Linked DNA regions of Mus musculus: region 2 is linked to region 1. Evidence: chromatin contacts called from public Hi-C data. All regions are on one chromosome and are shown on one strand. The core of a region is the stretch at or near the end of the contact, and the rest is flanking DNA. Distances in the headings are between cores, read along the strand shown. Region 1 overlaps Hecw1 (HECT, C2 and WW domain containing E3 ubiquitin protein ligase 1). Region 2 holds the start of Hecw1 (HECT, C2 and WW domain containing E3 ubiquitin protein ligase 1).

Region 1 (4,686 bases), core at 743-3,242:
GTATTTCCAGAGAGGTTTAGCTGTGGCTGGCAGTGGGGAGGGAAGAGTGACCATGGCAGCACTTTCCTATGAGCTGGAGTTTTGGACCAAATAAAAAGGAGAAAAATCTGAAAACAAGAGCATCAGCGTTCACTCATTTTTTTTCTGTTTTCTGACCACTGTGAGCAGCTCCCTCACAGTCTTACAACCATAATTACCTCAAGATCCCACTGCCACACCTTCCTGTACATAACAGTCTTTAGCCCTTTAAATTTTCAGCCAGAAATATTCTTACTGCTTTTGCCAGGTATTTTCTCACAACAACAAGAAAAGTAACTAATATGCCTTAAACTGCATCAAAGGAAAACTAAATAACAATAAGGCAGACTCTTCAAATTTACCCGATAAAGTTGCACTGTGACCATGGATAGAGTATAAATCCATGACTCTTCAGAAGGATGAGAGAGTTGCAGTGATGCCTTTAGCTCTTTGGTTAGATAATAACCGCAGAGGCTTCCAGCTGGTCATACAAATCAGGATGCCATTTGAAATTGTTATAATCACCACCCGTGGCATTATTTGTACAAAGGGCTTATGTGTTCTCAGTTCTAAGACATGGTCCCCACACATAGAGGAACCTATGATGATGGTTGCCCACCAGGTGCACATCATAGAGATCCATGTTTTAATCATGTAAATGCACTGCTTGTACGTGCCTTATAGAATAATGGACAGGTGTAGGACAAGGATTGGATTCTTTGGCAGGGAGCTAAAGGGACATAGTACTCCACTGGACAATGTTTGTGCATCCCCCAATTTCTCTTTCACGTCAGGGTCCCTCTTCTTTGGCCCCAAGCAAATCTCTTTTCTAGTCTGTTAGACAGAGTTAAAATATATTATCCATTTCTTGTTAAGTTAGAACAAAAAGAATAGATTTCTTGTAAAATAATTCTTCAGGGGAAAAAAAACCATTTAGGCCTGCTGTTTCTGCACTCAGGAAAGTCCACTCACTAGTCATGGCATCTCAGAACTTTGGGCATAGAAATCAACGCACATGTGAGGAGCTCAGGTTAACTGACCTGCTGCATAGGCAGCAACTTTCAATTGTCATAGTTGATTCAGAGCTAGAATACAGTAATAGTGTATCAAATAGTGTACCAAATAGTGACTCCTTTTATATTTCTTACACCAAAGGGGGGACAAAAACACAAGATTTTGCAGACAGGGACTTCCCTTTAAAAGAAATAGTGTGCTTCACTAATGGATATTTTATTAAAATAAATAGTATTTGTAACTTTGAATTTGCTGAAATCGTTATCCTTTGGAAAAAGCATTCTGACTTGGAGGTGTGCGTCTTGACTAGTCTCCTCTCAGCAATATCAAGTCATTTCTACATTCCTGAGTCTCTTTTCTCACCCTTGGTTGGTGAGAGTATAGGATTGTGTTTTTTATTTAGTGCTTTATTGATTCTTTGTGAATTTCACATCATGAACCCCACTCCCACTCATCTCCCCATTGCTTCATATCGTTTCTCCATCCTTGAAACCTCTTCCCTCAATCGAAAAAAAAAATCTCGTTGTGGAAGTTGTAGTGTGTCTCAGTGTGTCTCCACAGTACACCCTTCTGCTTACACATCTTTATTGGCAAATATTGGTTGCAATGAATCCTTGATCTGATTTGAGGCCTCTGGTTCTGCTACGCTGTCAATACTGGATCCTCTCCAGGACTCCTCTTGATATGTCCCTGTGTCATGGAGATCCTGCAGCTCTGGATCTGTAGGACCCACTCTTTCCCTTGTTCCAGCAGTTCACAGAGGCACAGATGGGGTAGATGCTGGATAAACCAACTCAAAGCCCTGGATCCAGGCCTGGGTGGTAGCTGAGCTAGCTGTCAGCCTGCCAACTCGCTTGCACTCACACCATCAGGGAGAGCTCTCCAGCAGTGCCAGGGTTAGTTCACCCAGTGCTATGGTTGGCAAGGAACAGAGCCAGCTCACCTGCTCTCATGCACTTGGGACCCACTCACCTGGGCTCATACCAGTTGGGCCGGCTCTGTTGTGTTGCCTGGGTGAGGTGCAGGGCTGGGAGAGCCGTGGGGTTATTATTTACTGTGAAAGGCAGCATAGTTCTTGGTCCAGCACAGGCTGGAAACCCTGGTGATCTTGAGGGATGGCAGGCATTTTGCCATGCTCCTGGACACTAGGTTCCTGACATGAGGCCTCAGCACTTCATAGATATGTCCTTCCATCAATGAAAGGCCCTTCCACAAGCCCCCTCCACAGGTAGAGGACGTGGTCACATAGCCTCAAGACAGATCTCCATTTTAATGAGGTACCTAAAGGCCTGGAGACTTAGCCAACAAATTTCCTTTCCCAGACACTCCTCCCTGCAAAGGGTATTTAACCCCAGGCTCGCCCCTGAGAACTGGGCTATAGTTTTATTCATCTACTTTCTGCCATGACCATAAATGTCTTTAAACCATGGACTGCCTCTTTTCATTGAGATTCACTGTGGGGAGCAATGGAACAGGCCTTCACCTAAAAAGCCGACCACCTAATCTCCTGCAGAAGGTCTCTCAGTGCTCCCAGCCACGGCTTCCACCAAGTCAAGCCAAGGGCCCAGATGGAGCTTTCCCCTCTCTTCCCCCTCAGCCCTGGGCTAGATTCAGCCTATGGGGCCCCCACTCCATTCTCAGCTCTTCTGCAGTATTCAGCAGTGCCAGGGTGCCCAAGAGCCTGAGAACCAGATGGCTCTGGCTTCCATGCAGGCCTGGGGACTATTGCTCTATATGGTTTATAGTATAGCTTGGGGTACTACATCAGGAATGGTGATTCCTCTAGAGGTTCTTTCATTGTTTAGGATTGTTTTTGGCTATCCTGGGCTTTTTGTTTTTCCATATGAGTTTGAAAAATTGCTCTTTCAAGGCTTGTAAAAAATTGTGTAAGAATTTTGATGGGAATTGCACTGAATCTGTAGAATGCTTTTGGTAAGATGGTCATTTTCACTCTTTTAATCCTACCTATCCGTGAGCATGGGAGATCGTTCCATCTTCCTGTATTTTCTTCGGTTTCTTTCTTCAGGGATTTGAGGTTCTTGTGCACAGATCTTTTACTGGTTTGGTTAGAGTTACATCAAGATATTTTATATTATTTGTGGCTATCGTGGACGATGATGTTTCCCTTCTCTGCCAGTTTATTACTAAAGGAGGGCTACTGATTCATTTGAGTTAATTTTATGTCTTGCCACTTTACTGAAGTTATTTATCAGCTGTAGGAGTTCTTTGGTAGAATTTTGAAGGTTGCTTATGTATATACTATCCTATCATCTGAGAATAGTGATGCCTCCGCTTCTTCCTTTCCAATTTGCATTCCATCATTCTACTTTTGGTGTCTTATTGCTTTAGCTAGAAGTTCAAGAACTATATTGAATTTATAGGGAGAGAGTGGACATTCTTTTCTTGTCCCTTCTTTTATTGTAATTGCTTTATGTATCTCTCCATTTAATTTGATGTTGGCTATTGGCTTGTGGCATATTGCTTTTATTATGTTTAGCTATGTGCCTTGAATCCCTGATCTCTCCAAGACTTTTAACATGAAGGGGTGTTAGATTTTGTCACTATATATATACATATATATTATTGGTTATTTTATTTATTTACATTTCAAATGTTATCCCCCTTCCTGGGTTACCCTCCGTGAATCCCCTATCCAATATCCCCTCCCCTCTGCTTCTATGAAGGAGCGCCTTCACCCACCTACTCCCATCAATCCTCTGCAGGACCAAGGCTCTCCCCTCCCCTTAATACCAGATAAGGCCATCCTCTGCTACATATGCAGCTGGAGCCATGGGTCCATCCATGTGTACTCTTTGGTTCATAGTTTAGTCCCTGGGAGCTCTAGGGGAGTCTGCTTGGTTGACTTTGTTCTTCCTATGGGGATTTGAACCCTTTCAGCATCATCTAATGAGATGATGTGATTTTTCTCTTTCAGTTTGTTTACATTGTGGATTATGTTGATGGAATTTTGTATATTGAGCCATCCTTGCATCCCTGGGGTGAAGCCTGCTTGATCACAGTTTTTGATGTGTTCTTGGATTCAATTTGCAAGAATTTTATTGAGTATTTTTGCATCAACATTCATAAGTGAAATTGGTCTGAAGTTCTTTTTCTTTTTTGAGCCTATTGTAGTTTAGGTATCAAGGTAACTGTGACCTCATAGAATGAATTAGGTAGTGTTCTTTCTGTTTCTATTTTGTGGAATAGTTTGAGGAGTATTGGTATTAGCTCTTCTTTGAATGTCTGATAAACTTCTGCAATGAAACCTCTGGCCCTGAACAGTTTTTGGTTAGGAGACTTTTAATTACTGGGCCTATTTTCTTATGGGTTATGGGTCTGGTTAGATAGTTTATGTAACCTTGAGTTAACTTTGGTATGTGGTAACTGTCTGGAAATTAACCCATTTCATTTATATTTTCCTGAGTACAGGCATTTGAAATAAGACCTAATGATTTTTTTTTCATTTCCTGAGTTTCTGTTGTTATTTCTCTCTCCCTCTCTCTCTTTTTTATTTCTGATCTTATTAATTTGGATATTATCTCTGTGCCTTTTCCTTAGCTAAGGGTTTGTCTATGTTGTTGATTTTCTCACAAAACAGCTCTTGGTTTTGTTGATTCTTTATATTGTTCTCTATGTTTCTAATTGATTGATTTC
Region 2 (4,864 bases), core at 280-2,779, 160 kb after region 1:
TGCTGCAGATCCCAGAAGTAAGCCTAAAAAACTACAGCAACGTCAAAAAAAAAAAAAATGTCTTCAGTAGCTAGGAATATCCCGGCATGCTATCTTCTGTTAGCTCAATGCAGACTGAGGCTAGCTGTGGACAGAACCACAGCAAGCTGGGACATCTCTGCAGCCTGTTTTTCTGCCAGCTCCCCACACCCCCTCCCTACCCCCATGTTCTGAATTTGGCAGGGAAGAAGTTACCCTGTCCAGCCTCTGTGCGCAAGATGAACAGACCACACATCCACACTCCCAAAATTAGTCCAGTGCCTGGGAAATTGAGGCTGCAAGGCTGTCAGAAAGCCCTGGAGTGGAGGATGGAGGGCCACTTTGAGCTCTAGGATTTTGCTGCATTGTCATGGCCTGGTAAAGTAGGGAGAATGTGTCGAATCTCCGGCCAAAAATGGACCGGATGCGGCTTTCCCAGCGCCCCCTTGCCTGCCCCCAACCTCCGCCCCTTTCTCTTCCTATGTGCAGGTAACAGTAGGGTAGGCAAAAGGACCAGCTGCTCCCGCTGAAACTCAGGTGGCAGGCCCAGATGAGAGGCACAACGGGCCAGAGATAGGGAGTCGCCTGGGGAACACCCACACCGATCATCTTCCCATCCAGTCACCACCCAGTAGACTGCACCTGGCGGCCGGCTGCAGGAGCCTTTGAGTGAGCACAGAGAGTTCGAGCAGAAACCATGGGATACAATTGTCTAAAAGCCTTGGTTCACAAGGAGTGGGTGTGGGCTGGAAAGGGGGATTACGTAGGTCTCTCCGCCCCCTCCTCTGCCATCTCTTAGCCACTGGGAGGGCGCCCAGGGGCGGAGGAGGCGCTGCGAACCCGTTTGGGGGCTTCTTTGTTTCTCTTCGGGCCCCTATCTGCCGGCTGTACCCAAGCCTTGGGATGCCAGCCCGGCTTGGGCGGCGACCCGCCCCAAGTCAACAATTGAACCTCGCGGGAGAAGAGAGGGTGGGTAAAAGGGTGGATCCCGGCTCTCTGGAGGCAGTGCGCTGCAGGGGCTTCGCAAGGGTGAGGAAGCCGCCCCAGAAAGGGGGTGGGGAGAGGGCAGGGAAGGAGAGGCTGATGGTCTGAGCGTGGCGTCTGCTTACCTTGGCAGCCTCCAACTGGGCACAGATCATGCTCCGGTCCGCACGCAGGTTAGAACCGGGGGTCGCACGTGGCTTGCATAGGTGCCAGGCATTGAGGACCTGGTTTGCTAGTCCTGGGCGATCAGCGTCTTTTGCCTTGCTCTGGCTGCTTCGTATCCTGAGCCAACTATTGTCAGAGCCACCGTCACGGCTGGAGCAGCTCTCGACTGGTGAACCTGTGCGAGCCAGGAGGGGGTCCTCTGGGTCAGAGGCTCGTGGTGTTGCGGCTCAAACAAGGACTCCCAGTGCGTGGCAACGCAGCACACTTTATTGCTTTATCCTTCCTCCCGCATCCCCTCCCTTCCTGCCTGCTCCTCTGTGGGAACCAGACTTGAGAACCAACCAGGAGCCAGGCTTGCTCTCTGTGGCTGTGCTCCGCCCTGCAGCCTCACGCACCCGCACCCTCCTCCTCACCCCTTTAGTATATATATATATATATATGTATGTATATATGTATATATATATATATATATATATATATATATATATATATATATTCTTGTTACTATAGGCCCTATCCTTCCAACACTTAGCACGCGTCCGCGAGGCTTATCTGGAACCAGCCACGGTTCATCAGTTCCTTTGTGTACATGCAAATGTTGTGTTCAGAAAGGATGAGTACCTTCTAGGTAGGTACACTGTGTCAGGTGTTCTCACCTCAATTTCCTTACTTGTCCATTTCACAGATGCAGATACATTGCACAGCATCCTCCAGTATTTTCGCAGCAAGTTCCCCCAAAACAACGTTATGATCACAAATGCCATGCTTGTAAATCGCCCTAGGTATCTATTGTTGATAAGCTTAGCTTTCCAAGCAGGTTTAGTATTAAGCAGTACACATTGTCAAAATAGTAAAATGGAAGTAGGAAAAATGCAAATCTTTATTTGACCAGCCGACCAAGATGCAAAAGAAAGTGAAATGCTGGCCACTGATTTGGTCTAATTTGGGCTTGCTACGTTCACAAAGTGCGAAGGTTCTGAGCACACAACCCCCATAATCCGCAACTCTGTGTTTTTTACAATGCCTTTTTATTTCTACCTATTTTCCTGCCCGGCACTCCCCAGGCAAACTATTTTTCACATCTTAGAGGTGTACCTTTTCCCTTACCCAGGGAACACCCTAGTATTCTTACTATACTTAGTAATGCCTGGTAATTCCTCTTAGTCACCCTGGTAATACCTCTAGCTCCAGAACCTTTTCTTGAAGAGCTGATTGGATATATCTCCATTTATAACAATAAGACAGATGGCTTCTCACTGGTGTTCTTCTTGTTGACCCACCTCTTGCCACTGATTACACTCTTGCAGCAGAACTTTACAGAAGAGGAAACCACGGGAAACCAAGTGAAGCCTCAATTCCCACCCTCCTCCCTCCCCCGGGAGCACCTCCCTTCCAGCCTGCGCTCGTCACTTCAGGTGCCCAGTGATTTCTCAATGGACATTTCCCTCTGTCTGGCAGGAATCTGATTTTCCCACCAGATGAGTTCAACGCTGTCTGTTTTTCAAACCATATCTCAAAAGCCACACAGAACCCTGAGCACACATTTCACCAGATTTGACAGATGAGCTTTGGTATGAAGAAAACCTCCAAGAATGGACTTGGCTGAGGTGCAACAATAAACACCAGAATCAACCAAATGATAATACCAACCAGAAATTTGGAAGAAAAACAAGTAAATCAACAAAAGTCTCTTGTATAAACTAATATTAAAGATTTCTGAAGACACAATTCCAACAAACTGCCACAAAGAATGCTTATTCACCTCAATTAATTGTTAAGTTGTTCAGTCTGATTTTCAGTGTTGCTGCATCTATTTGGCTCAAAGAGATTTTCTTCCTGTTATGTCATGAGGATAGCTTGATAAGTCAGCATCTCTCAGTGTGTTGGTGCAACAATCCTGAGGTATGCTTTATTTTCCTCTAGGCACTTTCTTCTTTTCTATTTCTTTTTCTACCAAAGGAAAAGGGCACAAGTTTCACACCTTTTGTAATTTTAGAATTTTTAATTAATTAAAATATAATTATATCACCCACCTCCTTTCCCTCCAACCCCTCTCATTCATACCTCCTATTTCCTTGAAATTTCTTTATCACACGCACTCAGTCTGTTTAGTGTTACTAGTGTGTTTTACTGGGACTGGATACTCATTTAGGGGTTCATCCCTGGAAAGGATTCATTCTTTCAGCAGCCTTTAATTGCCTGTAGCTCTTCATCTTCATCTAGTGTTGGTTTACTGCACAATATCCCCACCTATGTTAGCTTGTCACCTGGTCCTGTCATTTTTGGGGTCTTATTTAAGCAGCCACATTGTTAAACGTCATGTGTGTGGCTTCCTGGCCATCTTTAGAAAACACTATCTTGCAGTGGATTGATTTCCTGGTCTCCCTATTCCTACAATCTTTCTACATTTTCTTCCCTGGTGTTCCCTGAGCCTCAGATGTAGCTTGTGTTGTAGATACAACTGAGGCGGGGCAGCCCACAGTCCAGATCTGCTGTGCATTTTGACTAGGTGTGACTCTAGTAATGAACTCTGGAAAAGAAGCTCATTTGATAACTGGTGAGAGCTACACTTATCTGCGAGTACAGGGATAGCATCACAGCTTAACAGGTAGAACAAATAGCCAGAGTCAGTATCTTTGTTTTCTATGAAAAGGAAAAGGTGATGCAGGACAGAACATTTCTATAGCTCTAGGTCATCATCTTTAGCCGTTCTTTCCCTGGCCTTCATATGACATTCCAGGGGGAACAATGCCCTCTTCTGCCCTTTGAGGGTGCAAGACACTGGTATTGTTAATGTAGTCAGATACAGGCAAATACTCATAGACAAATAATAAAAATAATTAAATCTTATTTTAAAACAAAAATAGGATTGATAGTTTTATTCAGTGCAGACATGGATAAAAATAAATGGATGTCTGTATTTTTTCTTGGGATTTGACTTAATACTGTTTTTTTAGTCTTAGGAATCTTATGCAGAGATTTCCTGAATTGTCAATATAAGCAGTTATATTTGCTGTGACCTGAGGGACCTTTATTTACCGCTTTCAATATTTCCTCTTTATCTTATTGGCTGTCTTACTTCTTGTGTATATATTTATTTTATTTATTAACAAAATAATTTATTATTTAACATCTTATGATAGACAATCTAAACTTGTTAAATATTTATGCTAATATTAAATTTAAGAAAATGTGGTATAATTACTATCATATTGTCAAGGGTGTGTTGTCAGTGTGATAGAAACAATTACACTAACTGGGGAAACTAGAAAGATCTATGAAAATACACGTTTGTAGAGAGAAGCTTATTGAAAACCCAATATTTTTAGAATATTAAGATATGCTCATAATGGAAGAGTTAGATTAGGATGTCAGCTGGTTAATTTTCCTTTACTTTCTCATCAAAATACTTATTAAAAAGTACAAGACAAAAGCAACAGGAAATTATGAACTAAGAAATCCATCACCCGCAAAAAGGAGTCCTCACAAAGCTAAGGTACAACTAAGTAAAACTTAAAAGTGTTTTTGAGAAAAGCTAGATATTAAATATATATAAGGAAGGGTGCAATATTCATATTCCATTTAAGGCCGAACATTTCAGTCTCTTATTCCATGCATTTTGGCCAGCTGTGTGTCTCTGTGTTAAATCTTCCTCTATGCAAATTTAAGCTTCTCTGATGAGGGTTGAGAGACAATT

Evidence for each region. A called contact is a pair of places that touch in the nucleus more often than the background predicts.
Region 2: a contact with region 1 is called in a Hi-C map of cerebral cortex, with 3 times the contacts expected there. The contact joins the promoter of Hecw1 here to the enhancer-like site in region 1. A contact is called at or near these places in 5 of 39 promoter capture datasets (the 3T3-L1 cell line, 3T3-L1-derived adipocytes, embryonic stem cells and 2 more), 3 of 484 Hi-C or Micro-C datasets (cerebral cortex and cortical neurons), 1 of 115 datasets of contacts at active chromatin or transcription factors (neural progenitor cells) and 2 of 9 other capture datasets (adipose tissue and liver).

What each region holds. Positions count from the first base shown.
Region 1 is chr13:14,363,884-14,368,569 of GRCm38.p6, forward strand. The region is part of intron 4 of Hecw1 (HECT, C2 and WW domain containing E3 ubiquitin protein ligase 1); the gene reads right to left. Among named protein-coding and RNA genes, the nearest start is that of Gm30893, 160 kb to the right of the region's middle. Within about 2 kb of position 1,993, at least 10 of the 459 cell types and tissues checked have an H3K27ac peak or open chromatin away from gene starts, as enhancers often do. A contact at or near this core is called in cerebral cortex and hippocampal neurons, where this site is marked.
Region 2 is chr13:14,521,697-14,526,560 of GRCm38.p6, forward strand. It overlaps Hecw1 (HECT, C2 and WW domain containing E3 ubiquitin protein ligase 1), which reads right to left and starts at 1,530. Exons shown (of 29, transcript NM_001081348.3): 1 at 1,128-1,530. Gm30893 (a long non-coding RNA gene) reads left to right here and starts at 899. Exons shown (of 2, transcript XR_382090.4): 1 at 899-987; 2 at 1,853-2,804.